2 separate regions of the Athene noctua genome follow, and region 1 is linked to region 2. A link is a contact called in public Hi-C data. All regions are on one chromosome and are shown on one strand. Each heading gives the region's core, a stretch centred on a gene start, on an enhancer-like site or on the middle of the called end of the contact. The rest is flanking DNA. Distances are from core to core; before and after follow the strand shown.

Region 1 (6,036 bases), core at 3,421-5,920, 140 kb after region 2:
TCACCATCGCGCTCCACAGAAAATGCCTTCTTCCCCAAATGCCCTTAAATTAAATCCCTAAATTAAATTACATCCTAATACCACGCACCAGAAGGAAGGAATCAAAACAGACAGAGCTGCCAGAGCTCCATTTACTGCAAAAACATTTTATAACCCCACAGATGTGACCATCAGCAAACCCTCTGCAAGTCAACAGCACGAAGATGATTTCGGGAAGCTCTACCTCTGTTCATACACCACAGGCTGCAGGGAGAACAGCTCTGCAGGAGCCCTCATCTCATCAGAGACCTGATACAACACTCTGGCGGTGAAAAGGCTTTCTAGATTTCAGCAGGAGACATCTGAAAGACACAGCATGTTTCCTTACCAACAAGACTGTTAAGGCTTCAGGTGAAACAAGGGAAAGCAAAGCACAGCCCAACCAGTACTGATACCGGAGCATAATATCTCGATTTATTGGTTTGCCACAGGTTTTATCGACCTTTCCTAGCCCCTGGAGACCTCATGGTGCTTCTAAGTATCAGGACAAAAGCCCTTCTCTCTCCGCAGCAGAGCTGGGTAGTGATAACTGCACAAAGCTACTCTTTTTCTAAACCGGGGCTGATGTAGGGATTAGCACAAATTCATTCCCCTTCGACCTCCTTCAGCTGAGTTTAGAGGACAGGCAGGAGGGCTGATCTTGGCTCTAAGTCTGGGGTAGCTCTGGGCAGTCTGAGAAACTATCCGCAACTGCTGGCTGCTCTGCTCCCGGGGCGATGGACTCGACAGACAGAAACGACGAGCCCAGCTGCCACCTTGTGTTTGTACCAAACCCAGCAGCATCTCCCCAACTTGCTCTCCCACATAAAAGGGGGAAGGTCAACGCTCACCTGCGAGGTGGGTCCACGCCTGCTTCTAATTTCAACTGTTACCACCCAGAGGAGAATTAAAAGATTAGGGATTAGCAAAGAACCAACCAATAACCTCTGATGCAGTTCAGCTCTTTCAGCCAAGCTGCTCCCCTCACACCCTCACGAATGGCTGCAGTAGGTGACTTGTCCCCTTGTCCCCACTCACGCAACCCACAATCAACAGCTTAATCATAAAAGATGATCTGACTTGCTCTGTTCCCAAAACCACTCATCAGCATCACCGAGATAAACCCAGCTGTGCTCCCAGGTAACCCCCCAACAAGCAAACCCTGCAACCTGGCGGGTGCTGGGCAGCGCTGGGCATAGCCAAACACGGGGGGCTGGGCTTTGTGGGGTGTCTGCTCTGCACCTCGGCTGGAGCACCACCCTGCCCACACGTCCTGGGAGAACAGGAAAAACGAGGCAACTCTCCTGCTGCTCGAGGGAGCACCCAGCTGGCACTTTTGGGTAGCAAACCATGCAGAGGGTGCTAGAAGAGTCCCCTGCATCCCATGGGAGGAGCGTAGGACCAGCCCGCACCAGCTGGCCTCACCGAGGGGCTGCCCCAGGGCTGGGGCTCCAAGGCCCCCCACAGCCTTTGGGGCCGTCCCACACCCAGGACCCTGCACCCCCACATAGCCTATGGGGCCCCCCTGAGCCCAGTGCCCCATACAGCCTATGGGGCAACACCAAAGTTGGGGTCCCACACAGCCCATGGGGCCACCCCAAACCTGGAGCCTCCCAGCCCCAAACAGCCCATGGGATGACCCCAAGCCCAGGGTGCCCTGGGGTGAGGGGGCCCAGTGGGGTCCGGAAGGGACATTCCCATCCCTTCCAGTGGTGGCATCTTCTGCAGGGACAGTGGGGCCACACCAGGGCAGGGACGGGGAGGGACTGGGCAAAGGGCAGGGGGCACATGGCCAGGGCTAGAAGGAGCCTGGGTGGGCTGCGGGGCCGAGGTTAGGAGCAGCTCTGGGGATCCTAGAACAGGGGACTGGGGAAATCAGAGCTGGTGGAGAGCAGGACTCCAGAAAAGGGGCTGGGGCATGCTGGGAAGGGAGCAAGTCAAGAGCCAAAGAGGTGTCAGGACCGGGTGGAGATCTGGGACTGACATCTGGGTGACAAGAAACGTCGGGGGGAGTGCTGATGCGGGCCTGGCAGCACTGTGAGTGGTGTCGGAGAGAAGGAGGTGGCTCAGCACCAAGGGGCTGCACCCTCGGACACTCCTGCCCCGTCAGGAGGAAGGGGGAGATCCCCTGGGGTGATGGGGAGGGCAGAGCAGGTGCTGTCTGTCGGTCAATTTTGTGTTAGGATTTATCCACTGTTACTCTTCTAAATCTCCATGAACTGGTGACTTAAGGCCATTCGCCCAGCAAGGCCGGGCAGACTCCCTGCCATGTCTGGATTACATCTGTTCATCAAAAATCATCCAGTGCAGGCAGAAAATAAAGAGAATCCCAGAATCCTCCGGTCTGGAAAAGCCCTTGAAGCTCCTCCAGTGCCACCATGACCCTCCCCCTGACCGTTCCCAACTCCCCCAGATCCCTCAGCGCTGGCTCAGCCCGACTCTTCAACCCCTCCAGGGATCCCGGGGACTCCCCCCCTGCCCTGGGCAGCCCATTCCAACGCCCAACAGCCCCTTCTGCACAGAAATCCTTCCTCAGAGCCAGCCTGACCCTGCCCTGGGCAGCTTGAGGCCATTCCCTCGGGGCCTGGCGCTGGCTCCTTGGCTCCAGAGACTCATCCCCCCTCTCTGCCCCCTCCTGGCAGGGAGTTGCAGAGGGCCAGGAGGTCTCCCCTCAGCCTCCTCTTCTCCAGACTGAACCTCCCCAGTTCCCCCAGCCGCTCCCCAGCAGACCTGTGCTCCAGACCCTGCCCCAGCTCCGTTGCCCTTCTCTGGCCACGCTCGAGTCATTCAATGGCCTTTTTGGGGTGAGGGACCCAAAACTGAACCCACTCATCGAGGGGCGGCCTCACCAGTGCCCAGCACAGGGCTCAGATCCCTTCTCTGTCCCTGCTGGCCACACTATCGCTGATGCTCCTGACCTCACAGCTGATACATCCGATCCACACTCTTGGAGAGGTTACACCCTGACAGAAAGCAGGGAAACCCCCAAATCAGACAACTTGAGGGTTACCTGGCTGACACTCCAGGGTCTTTACAATGTGTCACCCTGAAAAGAGGACACCACACAGTCACTGCCCACGGCTCTCCCGCTGAACAGCATTTCTCTCTGCAAGCAGAGACCTGCTGGGGGGATGCAGCGGACGTCAGAGCATCGCCAGCCGAATCCAGCTGTGCTGCTGCTGTTCCACACACTGGGAAATTAGTTGCCCAGGTTTAATCCCTTCTAAATGCCATAAATTTGCACATCAAGGTGGATTCTGTATCAAAGGTGGTTTGACTGACTGGAGGTTTCTGTAATTCCTGAGAGGAGGAGGATCGCAGGCAGCTCACTGCCCTCTCGTCCGAGCAGAGGCAGATGGGCCATGCACGGACTGAGGCCCAGGAGCTGCGAAGGAAAACTTTTAACAGTTTAATTTCCTCAGCGAGCACTCTCAACTGTCCAGTTGTCAAACCACAGATGTTCTCTTTGGCTATGAGCCAGTCCACTGAGGAAGCAATAGTAAAACCTTTAAATACGTATGTCAGCCAGCTGGGAAAAGCAGCCTCTGAAAGTGTGAGTTGGGCTTTTGAAGTGGAATAATTGTCACTGTGAAGTTGTTTAACGGTATTCTGATTTGACAGGCTTGAGGACAATTCCTGAACTGGGATTTAAGAAGAATCCCCATTTTTTTGTATTGATTCGGTTACATATTCCCAGTCTCCACACAGAGCCAGACCTGAGGCTGCTGTTGATCCGTCACCCACCTGTGTGTTATTTCTCTTCTAAGAGCTTCGGCGGCGGGTAAGTGCTGTACAATGCCATTGATAAGAGAGGGAAATGGCATTTTAAGTCACACCACCCCTGTACAGGGCCTTGGCCGGCTCTTTCCCCTCTGCCCGCGGCTCCCGCAGCAGCTCAGGGGCCCGGGGACCCCTGTCCGTGCCGGCGGACGCTCACCCGAGCGGGGAAGGGCCGAGGACGGGAGCGGAGGCGGCGGCCCCCGGGCCAACCCCGCCTCTACCCCCTCCCCGCGGCCCCTCGCCCGCAGCCCGGCCCCTCGCCCCGCGGTGCCTCGTTACACAGCAGCGGCCGGGGGGGGCCGGGCCGTTCGGCGGGGGGACACGGGACATCCCCGGGCCCTGCCCGCGGAGGTTTAAGGCGGTTTGGGGCCGGGGGAGGCGGGGTGGCCTCAGCCCCGCCCCATCCCGCCCCCAGCCCCGCCCCAGCCCCGCCCCAGCCCCGCCCCAGCCCGCCCCCAGCCCCGCCCCATCCCGCCCCATCCCCGCCCCATCCCCGCCCCAGCCCGCCCCAGCCCGCCCCCAGCCCCGCCCCATCCCGCCCCATCCCGCCCCCCCAGAGCCGGCGGCTCGGCCCCGACAGTGCAGGCCACGCCCACACAGCTCGGTTTTGTTCAGGGGGCGGGGCTTGCTCTCCCGCCCACAGGGCTCCCCCAATGGCAGCGCCCCTCCGCTTCGAATTCAAACCGCCGCCGAGGAGGCCGGGGCTGGGCGTTGCCCAATCAGCGCCGGCGTGGCGGGCCGGAGGGCGGGGCTGTCCGCGAGGCGTCCCCCTCGTTGCTAGGCGCCGGGGGGGCGGAAGTCCCGCCTCCCCTCGCGCTGCCCGCGCCGCGCCGCCGCCGGTGCGTGAGGGGCGGGGCGGGGGGGCCGTTAAACCGGGGAGCGGCTGCCCGGGGGGCGTTAGGCCGCGGGGAGCAGCGAGGTGACGGGGAGGCTGTTCCCGTCCCTGTGCGGGGGCAGGTAGGCCCCGGCGGGGGGCGGCGCGCAGCCTTTGTCCGTGTGAGGGGGCAGTGGGGGGCGGCGGGTCCTGTCTGGGGATGGGGGTGGAATTCCTCCGTGGGGGGAGCCGGGGTGGGGGGAGCCGCTGGGCTGAGGCGGGGCTGGGTTGTTCCTGGCGGGGGTGGTGTGGCAGGGCCTGTGCGGGGTTAATTGTGCCGGGGGGAGGGGGGGTAAGGCCTTGGGGGGGTCGTTAAGCTATGGAGGGGTTTCCCCTCCGTAGGGGTGGGTTGTGTGAGCCGGGTGCCCGCTGCCCCCCTGGGGTGCGGCGGGGGTGTCCCCGTCCGTGGGAGGTGGGGCTGTCAGCTCAGGGTTCCGTGTCCATGAGGGTGGAGCGCTGGGGGGGAGGCCCCTGCCTTGGGGGTGCCAGGGGTATTCCTGCAGTAGGGAGAGTCCCACTAGGCAGCTTTGGGGAAGGGAGAGGGGTGCCTTTGGGGTCCCTGTCTGCTGGGGGGGGTGGAGGAAGGGGGCACTGGTGGGTATCCCAGTCTCAGGCACCTCTGGGGGCAGGTGGCCGCAGCAGGCCAGTGGGCGCCCTGCCTGTGACGGGTCAGCAGCTCACCCTGAAGGGACAAGGGTCGTCCCAGGGCAGGTGTTATGGTCCCGTTAGGGCTGTGGAGCCCAGTCCCAGTGGACTGGGAGGCTTTATTAGGCTCAGCTGAGGAGTAGGACTGGTTATAAAGGGTGAGGATTTGGTTCTCCCCCTCCAGCTGGATGCGAGAGCAGCTCCAGGAACAGGTTCCGGAGACCCCTGTTGGTGCATCAGGGTGGCAACTTGAAACCCAGGTTAATTCTGCTTAGCTGAGAAAAAGTCTCAGTATTAAGTGCTATTTTTGAAAAGCTATTTTTGCCCGCAATAAAATCCAGTCTCTTAGTTTCAGCACGATGCAAAGAGCCTCACGACTGAAGAGGGAGCTCTCCCTCTTGACTACGGAGCCACCCCCAGGCATCACCTGCTGGCAAACTGGAAACCAGCTCGATGACCTACGAGCACGTATGTACTTCTCTGGTGGGACTTTCCTATAGGTGAGAGTTTGCTGCTAGGCCTGGATTCGCTGGGTGATGTGTACTTTCTGAGTTGCGTGGAATTTTAGGAAAACGCTTGGGGTTTTTTTCTTGTTTTTCTTTAAACGTAGCTTGGCCTATGGCTTGGTCGGTTGGCCCACGGTTTTGTTTGCTGTGGGGTGCAGCTGGTCTCAGGTGACATTTTTCCATTCCTGGATCTGAGCAGTGTTAGAGTTCTGT
Region 2 (6,428 bases), core at 3,210-5,709:
GTGCCCAGGAAGGTGTCTGGCCCTGATGTAAAGACTTAAAGGCACCGCAACCCCTGCCAGGGTGCACCGTGCCATTGGCTGGTTACACCCCAAGCACATGCTTCTGGTCTCACTTGACTATCAGCATCCCCTTGGGTCCTCTTACCTGGATCAAGGACTAAGGCCACCTTCACTGCTCCTCTCCGGCCTCCAGTCCCTCCTGCAGGATCAGCACCGGGGACTGGTGTCTCCACTTCCCCTCCCAGCTCCTCCCTAATTTTCTCACACCCGCTTTGCCTTAAACCCTTGCACCCCTCCTACCTCCTTTCCCTCTGCTCCCCCCATCCCCTGCTCCCATCTGCACCCTCCAACCTCCTCCCCACCTCATGCAGCATCCCTGCAGGACACCACAGCCAGAGCAGCCCACAGCTTGTCTGGCTGAAAGCATCTCAGCAGATGGGGACCAGCGTGATGTCCTGTCCCAGCCCTGGTGGCACTGGGACCAGCTGCATTTCAGATGGGGCAGCTGGTATCCCAAGGAGGTCCCCAAGGCCAGCGTGGTGGTGGCTGGTACCCCAAGGGCTGCCTGTACCCTGTCATGTCCGAGGTGCTTACAGAGGGCTCTGACTTCCCAGGATGCTCTGAAGCAAATGAGATTTGCTCCCTGAACGGGGCAGCACATCCCAGACCCACCCCACGTCCCTCTCTAACCCAGGCGCCTTTGTTTGGAGCCTCCCTGCTGTGCCTCGCTCCCTGGAGAGTTTGCAGGACTGGAGGGGCTATGAGAGGGGTTGGACCATCCCCAAATCTCACTGACTCCCTCTAGGCCCCACTAAACTGGGAAGACAAACCAGTTTGGGGTTGTCAAACCGTGGCCCAGCTGCACCCTTCCCTGCTGCCACCAGGGAGCATCATGGGGACATTTAATCCGGCTGTCCTCACCCTGGGCCCATCCGAAAGCCTCCAGAGATTGCGCCAGGCTTTGGGAAGATGCTGTTACCTTTATGCCTGGTCCTTAGTGTCCCCACAGCCAGATTTGACTCAGCCCTGCTTTGGATGCACGGGCTCGACCTGCCGCAGGGTGCCTGTTGCCATGGTTGGGGCACCCAGGTGCTTGTCCCTGCCCTGCCCCATGGCTGCTGTCCCCATGCAGGGTGGTGGGACAGCCCTGTGCTTTCCCTGGAAGAAACGTCACCCCAAAACACCTCCAGAACAGCTGGGCCATCTCTCAGAGAGCAAATGGGTTTTGATCTGTTGACCCAATAACCTGCAAGGGAACAGCCATGGAAGAGGATGCTCCATCCTCCTCCTCCTTGCCCATGTCCACGTCAACGCAGGAAGGACACTCGTATTTTTGCAGGGGAAGGCCGCCAGCCTGCCATGACCAAGGGCCAGTCAGGGTCAGGGCTGAGGCTGGTGGTGGCTTTTGTCATGAACGCCATGTGATGGACTCATTCCCATCTCCTGGGGGTTAGGAAGTGGCAGAGATCCCAAGGGATCTGGGGACAAGGGAGAGAGATGGGAGGGTCTTATGCCTCCCAAGTGCTGGCCCTTGGGAAGGAAGAGGAATTCCCCGGCAAACAGAAAGCTGGATGGAGGGTCCCACCGCCTGCTCCACAACGCAGCCAACATGCGGAGAGAGTCCAAACTTCCCACAGGCTGGAAATGCCCTGGGATCCTACTGGGTGACAGTGACGAGAGGCGTCATTCCTGCCCGGCACCTGTAAAGCCCTCGGGGATCCCATGGGGTTCTAAAACACTGCAGGAACGCAAAGTGACATGCAAAGCTCTTTCCCAGCCCTGGGTGCCACTGAAGCTGAGAAGCTGATTTAATTTTACAACCTGCAAAGCCCTTGGGGAGGTGGACACAGCCAGGCTGGGCACCACGGATGGTTATTTTCTGTCCCTGGCAATGTGACTTGCAAAGCAAAGTGTCAAGGCTCTCCACAAGTTCACATCTTCCTGCAAGCCAGGCCACAACCCACATCCCACCCCACCACCTAGATGAGGAAAAATGCCCTTGGTCCCTTTTTTCTGCTGATCATGACCATGGTCACCTCTTCCCTGGGGCACAGGAGAAGCTGCTGTCCTTCTGTACCCCAGCATGGCAACCAGGAGGGACGGGGGGAGGATGGAGGGAGCAGCCAGCAACGGGTTATCTGATCCTGTCAGCTCTGGTGTAAACTTAGCATGGCCTTTCGGAAAGTACTTGCTGTGGCAAAACATGCAGTAAATCACGGTTCTGAATGCCAAAAATATTTCGAGATTAGCAAATCTTACAGAGCTCCTTGGGTTCATGCTCAGTTTGGGGTCGTGGTTTGCAGCCCTGACAGTGTAACTGGGGGACTCTTGCCACCCCAGTACCCCCCAGCCCCTGGGGTTTGTTCTGAGCTGCAAGTGCCTCTTGTTCTTTGGAGAAGATAGAGCAAGGTCTGGGGTCAGCACTGGCTGTGGGGCTGTGGGACCCCCACACTCACATGGGTGCCCACGCCATGCTCCCAAGGAGCAGGACCGACCCTCTGATTTCTTTGCTGTCTCCTTCCCAGCCTGCTCAGCCCGTCTTGGAAAATCCCCATTTTCCTCCTTTTTTTAATCAAGTAGCAAAGCCAGCTCCCCACCAGCTGCCTCAGCACTCTCCAGCATCATCCTGTGCTCCCTAGGACAAGCCATCATGACCCCCAGCACCATCACCCCAGCCCCGAGTCTCCAGTGGCCCCAGCACCCCTGGCACTGGCAGTTCACTGAACCACATTGCTTCAGGGTGGGGATGCCCAGGACTTTGCAAAAGCCACCCAGGAGGTTGCACCCAGGTACCACCAACCTGCGTCCAAACATGCCACAAGTTTTCCAAGCCCAGCTGAGGGCTAATTCTGCCCTGCCTGTGGGACAAAGAGGAGGGAGAAGCCCTTTGAATTGAGCAGGAAAAGGGGCAGCAAGTACCTGGGAGCCAAAACCAGGTGCATCCTGATTGAAAATCAGCCATAGGCTTTGCACGCTGCAGGAGATTAACCCCTGAAACACTCCCAAGGCCAAAATGGCCCTGAGCTGGTATTTTAACCCAGGACAAGTCACTGGCTCAGTACGGGAAGCACTGGGGAAGATCCTGTGCTACACCTGAGGCTGGGCTCTGCGCTCGACCCTTTCCATCTATGGATGACAGCTTGCAAACAGCGATGCCAGCCCGGCCGGGAGCCTGTAAACCGAGACATCTTTGCACCTCCTGACCATTAAACAGCCTTGGAAAGGAGCAGTTTCCCTGCACAATATGTGCAAGGGGTCTGCAACCCAGCACCAATCCTGCCTGCCCACCCAGCACTGCCCAAGCCCGTCTGCCAAACACCACCACCAAAAAATCCTAAAGGTGGGTTGAAAAGCTTGGGATGAAAACCATTAGGTGGAAGGAAAAGTGACCAGATTAGCTTTGTTCTAGGATCCCTAGGAGTTCTGTAGTCCCCTCTGCAACCACCATGCAAGAAATGGTCCCTAGAGTTTTTTTCATGCAAAAATGTGCAACCTTTGGGGTCTGTGACTTGGATTTGGGGTCTCTGCACGCCAGCAATGGGAGCAGGGAGGGCTTGAGGGGATAATGGATGCACCCTGCTTAGAAGCCATGATTTTGATGCCCTGTGAGTGCTGACATCTCTTCTCCTTGCTCAGTTTGGGACTGCTTTGCTCGTGGTTGTGGGCTAGAGTGTCCCAGCTGGCTTTCAGTCCCCCTGTCCTGTCAGGTCCCCCTGCACCCACAAGCATCAGGGGGAAGAGGAGCAGTCAGAGGGTGCTACATGGCACCCTGTTTTGGGGAGCTGGGGGTGATCACCAAACACCAAACAGGGCATCAAGCAAAACATCAGTGGCAGGAATAGTGCAAGCACAAGTGAGCTGAACCTGCACATCCTCAGCCCAAGCACAAACCGCCCCAGAGAGTGATAACCACAGAGAAAAGTCTCTCGGGAGGAAGGTCTCCTCTCTCACAAGGTCTCCCAGAGATGTTTCTTTGCTCTGATGCTGCCATCCAGTGGGAGAAACTCCCTCCCATGGGAAAGGCTGGAAACAAGGGTCTTGGGGTCCCCAGCCCTGGCAGGGGCAGCACCCACCACCACCAGCAGCCTTGGGCTGCTCTCGGGGACCCCCCTGCCAGGGACACTGCGAGCAAACCAGAGCCCCCATCGCCAACTCCCAACCCCAGCCTGGCTGTGATGGGCAAAATAAAAACTGTTCCCACGCCGCACACTCGAGCTCCTCCAGCACCCCAACGCCCTCCCGAAACCCAGCAAGGGGAGGCACCTGGATGAGGCAAGGGGCAGCAAGCTGAGCCTTCCTCGAGAGGAGGAGGAGGCTGAGGAGCTGCGGTGCAAGCAGGGTCCCAGCGGTGAAGACACCCAGTGCGATGCAGCCCCACAGGGAGCTGACAATGATGTCCCCGGACGCGGGATATTTGCAGTCTGAACACACCACGCCTGCAGAAAGCCAAATTCCAGCGTGTATTCATCAGCACTGGGGCTGCAAGGAGGGGAAAAAAACAAACAAAACTCCCCAGGATTTGCTCAGGGAAGCGAAACGACTTTGGCAATGGCGACAGAGCAGAGCGATGGCAAGTGTTGCATCCGCGGTGGCCAGCAGCCCCGAGGATCCCACAATGTGCCCGTTTGTTGTCCCGGTGGGCGGCTGGCTTCCCGCAGAAAGGAGCTTTCAGTAGGAATATTCAAAAGTTCAACCTCTTTCAGCAGCGCAAGGTTTGCTGGATTGTGTGACAGGCACAAAGGGACAGTGTTTCCTTGGGAGCGGGGAGGTTTTGTGGCTGCGAACATGGCTCTTTTCTTCCCCGCACAGAAGCCATCTGAGCGGAGGCAAGGCGTTATCGAGGCAGGATCATAGCCAGAGTCTTGCCTTAAAGGGAGAAAGCAGGAAAGATTTGTGTATATGGGAAAAAAAAAAAAAAAAAAAAAAAAAAAAAGAATTTGGGGATTTCTTTTGGCTGAAGGCAGAAGCTGTTTTCCCAAGTTGCTCCAGTTTCCAGGAAAGCCGGGATTTTCCTCCAAAATCAAGGGGGAAAACCCCTAACATTTTCCTTTTGTGCCAAGAGGAAATTTCTCCTGGGAACAAGCCCTGTGTGCAAACAAACACTCTGCCCTCTCCTCCAGGAAACAGAAGTTCCACCCACTCAAGATCAGCCAGAAACAACCCCCAGGACCAGCAATTCCCTGATAACCCCAACGAGTCAGCAGCATCCCAGCCGGGTCAGAGGCACACACCTCATCAGGGATGTGTTTCAAAAGCATCCACCACCTCTGCAAGCTGGCAAAGGCCATTTCTCCTGGCTGCAAAACCCACCCTCAAGCTCCAGCTCGCATTCAGGGAAGGGAAGGGGATGGGAGGTGTTGCAAAATATGGAAGGAGGATATTTGGTGTAGGAAATCTGGTCTACATCTGCAAACAGCCATGCTCTGGCATTAGGGCTGAGAACTGTGCACAGCTTGTCACACCTGAAGTCCTCATAATCCATAGCCGTGTCCAAAGCCCCTTCTGTGTGTTTAACTGCTGCACCGCTGTAAAATGGCACAGGAAACACTGGGGGTGGACAGCTTAAGGATGGGAAAAGGGGATTTTTTTTTTTAAAAACATACCACTGGTTTTAAAGAGACCTTCCTTGCTGGTGGGTCTGGAGAGGTAAAACCACCCAGCAAAGCCGAGCAGTGTCCCAGCTGCATGCGCTGACGAACTGCTCTGCCTTGCTGTAACGAAGCTGGATGGCAGCGGGCCTCAAGACCCGCTGAGGTGCCTCTGAGTCAGTCAGAGACGGGGATAAACCTCTGCCCGATGGAGAAACGCCAGCTAGGGGAAAGCACAACCTGGCTGGTGCTTCCAAGAGGAGCCAGGACAAGCTCACGACCGATGGCACGGTGGCATTGTCAGGGCGGCTCAGCTGACTCCCCATCGCGAGTGGGAAAACCCAAAACCTTCGTGCCCTGGAGGGGACGCTTCAGCATCACCCCCCGGCCCCACTGTGGGCTCCGTCCCTGGGACAAGCAGGTTCCTGGGGAGAAAAGGGTTTGGGGGAGGCAGGGAGGCCAGAGCAGGGTGCTGGAGGTTGGGGCAAAGCCACCCCTTGTCCCCGGGGTCCCTGCCCCGATTCCTGTGCCCAGCCGTGCCCTGTGCCCCTACGCGGGCTGTGCCCGGATCCCCACCGGGATGCCCAGCCCCGTGTGCAGGGTGCTCAGCTCCCCAGCGCCCGGTGCCCCCGGGACCCCCGTATCCAGCTTCTTCCCGGATCTCCCGTGCCCGGTGCCTCTGGTAGCCCCGTATCCAGGTTCTTCCCGGATCCCCGTGCCCGGTTTTCCCGGATCCCCCGTGCCCGGTTCCTTCCGGCATCCTCGTACCCAGGGGTTCTCCCGACTCCCCTATTCCCGGTGTCCCGAGTGCGCTCGGTGCCGGCGCTCCCGGCTCTTCCG

Evidence for each region. Hi-C and Micro-C count contacts between places; a contact is called where the count stands out from the background.
Region 1: a contact with region 2 is called in a Hi-C map of heart, with 3 times the contacts expected there. The contact joins the promoter of UBE2T here to the promoter of MYBPH in region 2. A contact is called at or near these places in 2 of 2 Hi-C or Micro-C datasets (heart and liver).

What each region holds. Positions count from the first base shown.
Region 1 is chr23:3,160,674-3,166,709 of bAthNoc1.hap1.1, forward strand. UBE2T (ubiquitin conjugating enzyme E2 T) reads left to right here and starts at 4,671. Exons shown (of 7, transcript XM_074925749.1): 1 at 4,671-4,755; 2 at 5,667-5,785. The coding sequence starts at 5,677.
Region 2 is chr23:3,020,257-3,026,684 of bAthNoc1.hap1.1, forward strand. MYBPH (myosin binding protein H) reads right to left here and starts at 4,460. Exons shown (of 12, transcript XM_074925617.1): 1 at 4,264-4,460.